Regions from separate parts of the Sus scrofa genome. Here all the other regions are linked to region 3. The links are chromatin contacts, called in public HiChIP or PLAC-seq maps. All regions are on one chromosome and are shown on one strand. Each heading gives the region's core, a stretch centred on a gene start, on an enhancer-like site or on the middle of the called end of the contact. The rest is flanking DNA. Distances are from core to core; before and after follow the strand shown.

Region 1 (2,700 bases), core at 180-2,679, 160 kb after region 3:
AAGACCCATGATGCTGGAGCACACAGTGAGGGGAGGTACCACTAGGAGGCAGGAAGAAAGAAGAAGGTGACTGACGTTTGCTGACCCCATACGACAGCTGCTTTTAGCATCTCCTAAAACCTTCACAACAGCCCAATTAAAGAGACTTTGTTGGGTCCAATTTGCAGGTGAGGGGACAGTGCCCAAGGGAAAGTGGGGCCCGGATGTGGGAAGTGGGGGCTGAGGTAAGGACTCCGGACTTGGGAGTGATGAGAGCAGGAAAAGGGAGCTGACCCCAGGTCAGATACCACACTGACCACAAGACAGGGCCCAGTGGAGAAAGGAGAGCAGGCTGCACAGGAAGACAGGGGTCACATGAGCGGGACACCGTGCCAGTCCTCCTCTGCTCCATCCAGGGACTGCGGGTGTGAAAGACTCACTGACCATGGGGTCAAGGGGCTGCTGAGAAGGGGCCTAGGCTGATGGCCACAAAAAGACACATGTGTCTCAAAGTCACCCTTCTTCTGGGCAGCAGCCTTAGCCAGAGGAGGAAAGAGCTGACTAACTCCACTGTGCATTTGTTTCCTACCTGCCCCCTGTAGGTGTTCTGGGGGTGGTACTAGAAACTGTTATGGCTATCCTGCTGGGATGTGGTCATTCCCAGGAAGCAGTACAGGGATGACGGGACGGCGGCCCACAGCCAGACAAGCCCATTATGGAGATGAGAGCTACTGGGGGCTTCCCAAGAAGCAATTTCAGGGAAAACATCCAAGAGCCACTTAAGGGGGACATATGATAAAGATGAATGATAAAAAGGACAAGATAGTGAATCCCAAGAGAGGTAGGCAAAACCAAAGCCATATAGAGAGAGATGGACGCTGATGGGTACAGACCTACACCAGAGGGAGACATGAACAGTAGGCCAGTGTTTACAGCCAGTACGGATGAAACTCAGGCATTTCATCTGGAATTCAGGGTTCCAAGTATTTATGCAGTAAGTTTTAACAACAACAACAAAAAAAGGTGCAATAATGAATAAAATTTACTCATCCCCGAAACAATGTATTACTCTTGTCATTAAGAAAAAAAAAGAAAAGAAAAGAAAATGAAGACCCAAGTAGTCCAGTGTCACGTGATTAGGCCAGGACACAAGCGCACTTAGGAAGAAGCACCCCCTTCACGGGATCTGCTGGTTAAAGGTTCACTTCCAATTACAGCTAAATGTGCCAAATGTTCATTCCAGTTCAGCAAAAGCTTCCTCTGAACTGTATGGATTTATTTCACATTAATCAGCTATTGTACTCAACATGCTAGGGTGAGAGGAGTCGTTTACTTGATCAAGTCAGGCGATACGGAGCACAGACAGGCGTTATTAATACCACTTATCATCCCAAGCTCTTAGCTTGCTAAATATGTGAATCTTGTTACCACGTGGTTATCAAGGCAGAGTTATGAAACGCCCCAGGGCCGACTCTGCAAATGCAAGTCACATATTCTGCAGGAGGTTCTGGAAGAGGGGCTGAATTCTATTCCAGGAAGCAGAGGAAGTGTCACAAGACAGACATGCGCCAATTTGAACTGCCAAGTGGACCTCTTCCCATTTTACATACCCCGTGGTTTCTAAATAATGCACATGTCAGCTGCACGGATACTAGACGCCACTATGGGTTCTGACAGGCTGCCCCAATTCCCATCAGTCAGGGCCCATGTCTCCCAGGAAACTCAAAGTGAGATTGGGGAAGGTAGCCAAGTGGTTGGGACTCAGCTGGAAAGTGGATTCTGGAACATCCAAAGTCTGAGAGACTGGTTCAAATTGAGAGAACTATGGAGAGAGTCTGGAGAACTGACAGGGGCATGGTAGGATGAGGCAGCTTCCAGTTAGAAGGCCATACTCAATCCAGCACTCTTAGAATGGCCTTTTTGATGCAGAAGTCCAGATGCTAAGGAGAGAAGCTCTGATCTCTCAGTAAAGAAGGAACACTCTTGCTCTGTGAGCCTGGGGAGGTCAAAAACTAAGTTGAAGATGAGATTATTTCATGTGGGCATATTCTTCAAGTCCTCCTCTTTCTCCTGAAGGCCAGCATCATCAGCACACACTGCCTTCATTTCTGATGCTTTCATCACACCATTTTTCTATCAGACAGAACAGTCATTTCCCAAAATCTCCAACCTGGATACTTTGTTCCCAAGATATATCCATTCCCTCGTATTTTCAATACGCCACCACAGCATGACTGGGATGTTTTAAATTCACACCTTCCCAGCTCACACTTCCATCCCACTAAAGGATCTGGTATGCCTGCAGAGCAGTAAATTTCAGTTTTTAAAATTGTTGTTCTCTAGTGCTTGTGAGTCATGCAAAGGGCAATGGCTTGATGGTTTTATTAAATGTACAGGCACCACGGTTTGAAAGATGTAGGGACTGAATGTCTGTGTCCCCCCAAAATCCGGCCCTTCAATGTGACAGTATTAGGAGGGGCCTTTGGAAGATGATTAGGATTAGCAGGGTCAGGAGGGTGGGGCACTCACAGATGGGATTAGTGCCTCTAGGAGAGTCTGGGGAGAGCTTGCTTTGCCCTTCTCCTGCTCTCTCAGCCATGTGAAGATGAAATGAGAGGCTGGCATCTGCAACCAGAAAGAGTTCTCCCCAGATCCCACTCTGCTAGGCCCCTGATCTTGACTCCCGGCCTCTACCATCATGAGAAATAAATGTATGCCTTT
Region 2 (2,700 bases), core at 67-2,566, 210 kb after region 3:
TCTAGGGTCTGTGTCTTGTGAAATTTTCAGGCTTCACAGGGAGAAGCACTGGCAGAGCCCTGGGGGCTAAGGGAGGAAGGGCCAAGGACAGTGAAGGACAAAAGAGCAAAAAGGGTGATTGAGGAAGACCGCCAGGCTGAAGTCCTCTGTCACGGTGGCCCCACGCCGCTTCCTCCTGATGGAGCTTTTGGGCAGGATGTGACTTGGAAGGGAGCGACCACTGTCCTTTCCTCCACCCCCCACCCCCACCCCCGCTCCCCGTGGAGGCGGGGGGGGGGGGGGAGGCGGGGAGCAGAGCTCTGTGCATCTCGCTCACGCGGGCCCATCTGCAGAAGAGGCAGGATGCTCCGAGGTGGGTCCCGGGTGCTGGGGGGCCGTGCCCTCCCTCTTTCCTTCCCCGGGATCACAGCCAGGGGCCCCCGCGCAGCCCTGAGGTGGATTCGAGAAGCAGACCTCGGGCAGCACGGGGCTCAGAGGCCAGAATCAGAGCTGACGCTGCCTGGGTCCTTCCCGTCACTCTCCAGGATGAGATCATTGAGACAATGGTTCCTAAAAAATAAAAGGGCCTTTCTGTTTCCCTTTCCAAATATGTTCTAGGACATTCTCAGAATGCCCCGGGGGATACGTGCTCTTAAACTTTCAACATGGTGAAGGCCTGGGAGGTGGTGGACCGCGACAAGAACGCTGGGAGTGTGACCAGCACAGGCCCGGAGGCGCCCATGGCCTCATCTCTCCGCGTCTGAGCTCCCGGTTTCATGCTCAGCCAAGGAATTCGAGCTTCACTTTTAGCGTCAGGGAGAAAACTAAAGATTGGTATTGACCAGTACCTTCTTTTTCAAAATGCACACAAAACATGCATGTTTCTCCTTACTCTTTCTTTTTTTTTTTTTTTTTTTTTTTTGAGGTTTTTGCTGCACATTTAGGAGTCAGAATCTGCATGATATTTAGGATGAAGAAAGGTTGAGTTTTTAATCTCAGAGCACAAGTTCTCGGGTAACTTTCAAGTTCCTCAGAATCTTCTGATTTTCCATCTGGTTCGAAACCTTAGTTCCATGTGCAGTTGGCAATGGCATTTTCTCCCACTAGCGACTTCTGCATTTGCTCTCCAGCCTTCAGTTGTGTGCGTGGCTGTGGGCATGGGTACGAGCACCCTTTCGGGCGCCCAGACCTTCGCGTGCTCAGGTCCCCGTTGGCAAGGGCTCCTAGAGGTGAACCAGAGTCCTCCCTCCAGGCAGGAGGCACAGGCACGGCCCCGCTCCTCAAAGTGCCGAGATCCAGGCAGTGTAGACGTGCAGAGAAGCTGTTCTCGGGGACATACCCAATACAGGAAATGAAAGACGGAAACGATGGTTTCAACCAAGTGAGAGCAGAACTGAAAGTCTGCAAATAAAAATTACAGATCCTTAATCACAATTTTCTCTCCGCACAGGCTGTATAAAAGCGTGCCATTCTCTAAGAGGCTTGCCATGTTTTCAAGACCTCTTGAGTCGTCGTGACTTCTGCCTCTTGACTTCGATTCGACTCCGCAAGCAATAAAACAGTAAAAGCACCTCATTTCCTGCTCTCCATGTACTGCATTAAGGAGGTATTTCTCCACCAGAGCTGCAGCTCCGAGGACCCTTCTGCCCGCCCGGCCGGGCTGCTCAGCTGGGTCCTCTCTCCAGACTTTCTTGAGGAAGCAGAGAAGCATCTCAAACCCCAGCTTTTTGGTTCATTTCTATGCCAAACATCTGGGGCTTGAAAAAGAACTGTGCATGGAGATAAAGTCACCACCGACTCTGTGGAAAGGAGCATTAGGCAAAAAAGAAGTCGGACACATTAATTAAAATGGAAGACTAAATGAGCTGCAGAAAAGGTCGTGAGCCAGGGTCCCCGTGTGGGATCCATCCCCTTCGGTTAATTCTCTCATCCTTCGGGTTCTTGCTTTTGACCTGCTGAATTTGCAGACTTAGGAAACAGGACATACATGCAAACAAGTTCCGGCAAGCAACAGCTCGCAAACAAGATGTTGCAGTGAAGGCTCAGAGAGGTCGAGGGACTCACCCACAGCCACACAGCTCAGACGTGGCCAACAGGGCTGGAACTCAGTTTCCAGCCCATCTCATTCTCTTGCCCCACAGGGCCTCTCAGGGCACAAGTCACTGCCTGACAATCCAGATTTATGTGGACATGCCTTGCATTTCTTCAGGGAGCCTCAGCCAGGCCTTCCCTCTTCTGTGAGGTCAGGGGTGTGGCACCTCTTGCATGTGTGCCCAGGAGCTTACGGAGAAACGTGTCCGGCCACTTTCCCGAGGCTTGACAGATTTTCCCACAATGGCGTGAATGGACAAGAAAATGCAGCTTTGCTTGACGGCCCCACCCCAGTGCCCCTCTCCTGACTCACAAGCCACCTGGGGTGCCAGCCCAGGAGACCCGGGTCACTGCCACGCCTCGATGAAAACCTGCTCCCCGTGAGCCTGGCTAACACCCCAGTTATTCGGCATTGCTGAGGGGTCACGGACAGTTTAGCTGTTAAAGGTCTGGGTGATGGGCTGGGGTCAGGGACACGGGCATGCTGGGCCTTAGGGACCACCATCCTGAAACAGGGACCGTAAATCCTGTGCTCACGGTTTGGGGGAGACTAACAGGAGGTGATCTTCAATGTGCCGTGTGGATTCGGGGGACACAACGGTCGGTCCACAGCAGCTGTGTGACACCTGC
Region 3 (2,700 bases), core at 158-2,657:
GGATGCTACACAGTAACCAGAGCACGGGCCTCGCCTTTCACGCCACTACTGCTTTACATCAGAGACGCCATGTTTCGTGTGTGCTCACCTGGGTGTTCAATAAACATGTGTCGATTAGACCCCCCGGCTCTTCATGGACGTGGATCTAATTACACACCATATTATAAGAGAGCCTGTATCACTTTTGAGCATTATTTTCTCTTCAGAAAAAAAAAAAGAACACACTTGGGTTTGGACCGCGCACATAAAAAAGGGACGTTTCCTCTCAGCAACCAAACGGCACCTGCACTCACACCCCTGAGGCCCGGCCAGTTAAGGCCAGGCCGAGCCCAAGCGCCTCCGGCCCCGGGAGCAGTGCATCCGTCTGAGGGTCTGGCTTCCCGCACTGCCCTCGGCCTCCTCCGTCAGCGAGGACGTCAGACCGGGTCCCTGGTTCTATCCACGCTGCTGTGTGTTCCCAGGGAGAAGCTGCCGAGACATCTACCCGTGGGCACCCTGGCACCAGGACCCGGGTATCCTGGCCGCCGTGGCTTTTTCACTGGCTCGTTCTCTGCCTCAGTCAGATCTGTGTTCTACTGCTATGACCTAACAGCGCTGCAATTTTTCCAAACCGACCAGAACTTTCCGGAATATACTTAAAAGAAAGGAGTCACCCTGCTTCTGCCAGGGAGGCGTTCGTTTGAGGCATTTGTGTCAGCGCTGGAATCGGTGCGTCAAGCTTGGTCAAAGGAGGGGCCTCAGCCTGGGCGAGGTTGTGCTCCCACACGCCTCCCCAGAAAAGCCTTAAGCCAAACGCGGACGTGGGTGTCAGGGCACCAGAGGCTTGACCCACACAGACCACTTCTTAGGACACCTCCGCTTAGGTAGAAATCCCTAGTCCGGCACACATGCGATGCCATTCGCTGCTTCCCGCTTCCAAGGCACCCGGAGGTGGGGTCCCAGCGGGAAACAGAGAGAACGCGGGAGCCGGTAGAGCCGAAACCCTCCACACTCCGTGGATGTACACGAAGCTCCCTGGCAGTCTGCAAGTGTTTGGGGCCACATGTCCTTTAAGAATCTGAGGGAAGCCGCTCGGCACTGTCCCCGTGACGCCGCACATACGCATGTGTCCTCGGACACCTGGCAGTCCCTTCCCAGCCAACAGCCCCTCTTACGGGGACAGCTGGCCAAGGGCTCGCTGACCCAGGGCCCCCCATCCAGGGGAGACCACAGAGACGGCACTGCTCTGACCTGGGCTCTGGCTCCTAAACGCCCTGGCGCCGAACCTGAAACGGGCTGTGGAGAGAGACGAGAAATCAAACTGCTGTGCCCTGGGTTCTTCTACTTTTGACACAAAAGACTAGATGCTAAGCCTTGTAATAAACAAGGAAGCCCTTCACCATAAACAAATTAAACAGGAAAACCACACACTTCTGGGTCGAGGGTTAAGTCAGATGTCAGCGATGTCTCGTTGCAGTGACAGCCCAGAAGGAAGGAGACTGAGTTTGTGCAATCAGAGTGGCGCTTCCATCTCCAGAGCAGTGCAAAGTGACACGCTGACTGCTAGGTGGCCTTCATAAGGTGTCCCGGACTGGGGAGTCGAGCACCAGACACCCGTCTCCTCCCCTCCTGGAGGCTGGGGGTTGAGGTCACGGTGTCAGCCTGGCTGCTTTCTCCTGAGGCCTCTCTCCCGGGCATGAGGGCTGTGCTCTCCGTGTCCTCGCGGGGTCCTCTCTGTGCCTGCCTGTGTCCTCAGCCCCTCCTAAGGACACCTGTCCAATACAGCCCACCCCACTGACCTTAATCCCCTCTTTAAAGACCCCATCTCCAAACACAGTCACCTCCTGCGCTCCTGGGGCGTAGGTCCTCAACACATGGACTTGGGGGAGATGCCGTTCAGCCCAGAAGGGTCTGTACGCATGTGGCTGGAAAGACTTCCTTTCCAAATAGACAAGGGGGACTGCTGAGTTGAGTCTGGGGGTGGCCCTTCTAAGTGATGCACAGTCTTGTCCCGACATTTAAATTTCCTCTGTTTGTGTTCGCATAGGATATACTGGAGGACGAGCAGTTTGGGGGCTGGTTATTGCCGCTCTCGCAGTTTGCAGCACAGGGCTGGGCACATGCAAGCTTCTCACTTGGGATTCTGCCTCCAATCATTCTAATTTATCACCGAGTCGCTGTTCTCTTCCTGACTGTGCAAAGCTGAGTGCACGTCATGCTCCTGGGGCCTGAGCTAATACTCGGGCTGAGCCACCAGCTTTTCCAAAGCCTCCATCTGCGCCCTGGCTTCCCTCGAGCTAAGTATGCACGGCTGAATGGACTTGACATCTGACACAATACTTAACATACAGAAGGGAGAATGCTGGATGAAGGTTTGCCGAATGAGTTAGTGTGCTGAATTCATCTCACTCGTCTTGTCTCTCTCCAGCTGACCTCTGCCTCTGCGTCAAGATCTCCACCGACTCCCCCCGCCCCCGGGAGAAGCCCCCTCTCTGAGGGCCTCCTCTCCTGCTAAAGGGCAGGATTTATGGTTCGATTCCCACTCAGCAGTGGCTGTACCGTCCAGGCCGCTCTGTCCCTCTCACACTCTCACCAAAGGAGAGATGAGACAGAGAGGCCTGCCCGAGGTCCGAGCCATTTCATCCCTGAAGCCGCTTTCTAAAGACCTCTGCATTGACCTTTTTAGTGGAAATGATTAACAGTCCTTTGAAAACAGCTGGA

What was found. HiChIP or PLAC-seq counts read pairs in DNA pulled down with a chosen protein or histone mark.
Region 1: an H3K27ac HiChIP or PLAC-seq map of alveolar macrophages shows a contact between it and region 3. The contact joins two enhancer-like sites. A contact is called at or near these places in 2 of 47 Hi-C or Micro-C datasets (embryonic fibroblasts and fetal skeletal muscle) and 1 of 2 datasets of contacts at active chromatin or transcription factors (alveolar macrophages).
Region 2: an H3K27ac HiChIP or PLAC-seq map of alveolar macrophages shows a contact between it and region 3. The contact joins two enhancer-like sites. A contact is called at or near these places in 1 of 47 Hi-C or Micro-C datasets (embryonic fibroblasts) and 1 of 2 datasets of contacts at active chromatin or transcription factors (alveolar macrophages).

The regions. Positions count from the first base shown.
Region 1 is chr10:66,559,185-66,561,884 of Sscrofa11.1, reverse strand. The region is part of intron 1 of LOC102157904 (a long non-coding RNA gene); the gene reads right to left. Among named protein-coding and RNA genes, the nearest start is that of KLF6, 72 kb to the right of the region's middle. Within about 2 kb of position 1,429, at least 13 of the 83 cell types and tissues checked have an H3K27ac peak or open chromatin away from gene starts, as enhancers often do. A contact at or near this core is called in alveolar macrophages, where this site is marked.
Region 2 is chr10:66,508,402-66,511,101 of Sscrofa11.1, reverse strand. No RefSeq gene overlaps it. Among named protein-coding and RNA genes, the nearest start is that of KLF6, 21 kb to the right of the region's middle. Within about 2 kb of position 1,316, at least 23 of the 83 cell types and tissues checked have an H3K27ac peak or open chromatin away from gene starts, as enhancers often do. A contact at or near this core is called in alveolar macrophages, where this site is marked.
Region 3 is chr10:66,717,273-66,719,972 of Sscrofa11.1, reverse strand. No RefSeq gene overlaps it. Among named protein-coding and RNA genes, the nearest start is that of KLF6, 230 kb to the right of the region's middle. Within about 2 kb of position 1,407, at least 16 of the 83 cell types and tissues checked have an H3K27ac peak or open chromatin away from gene starts, as enhancers often do. A contact at or near this core is called in alveolar macrophages, where this site is marked.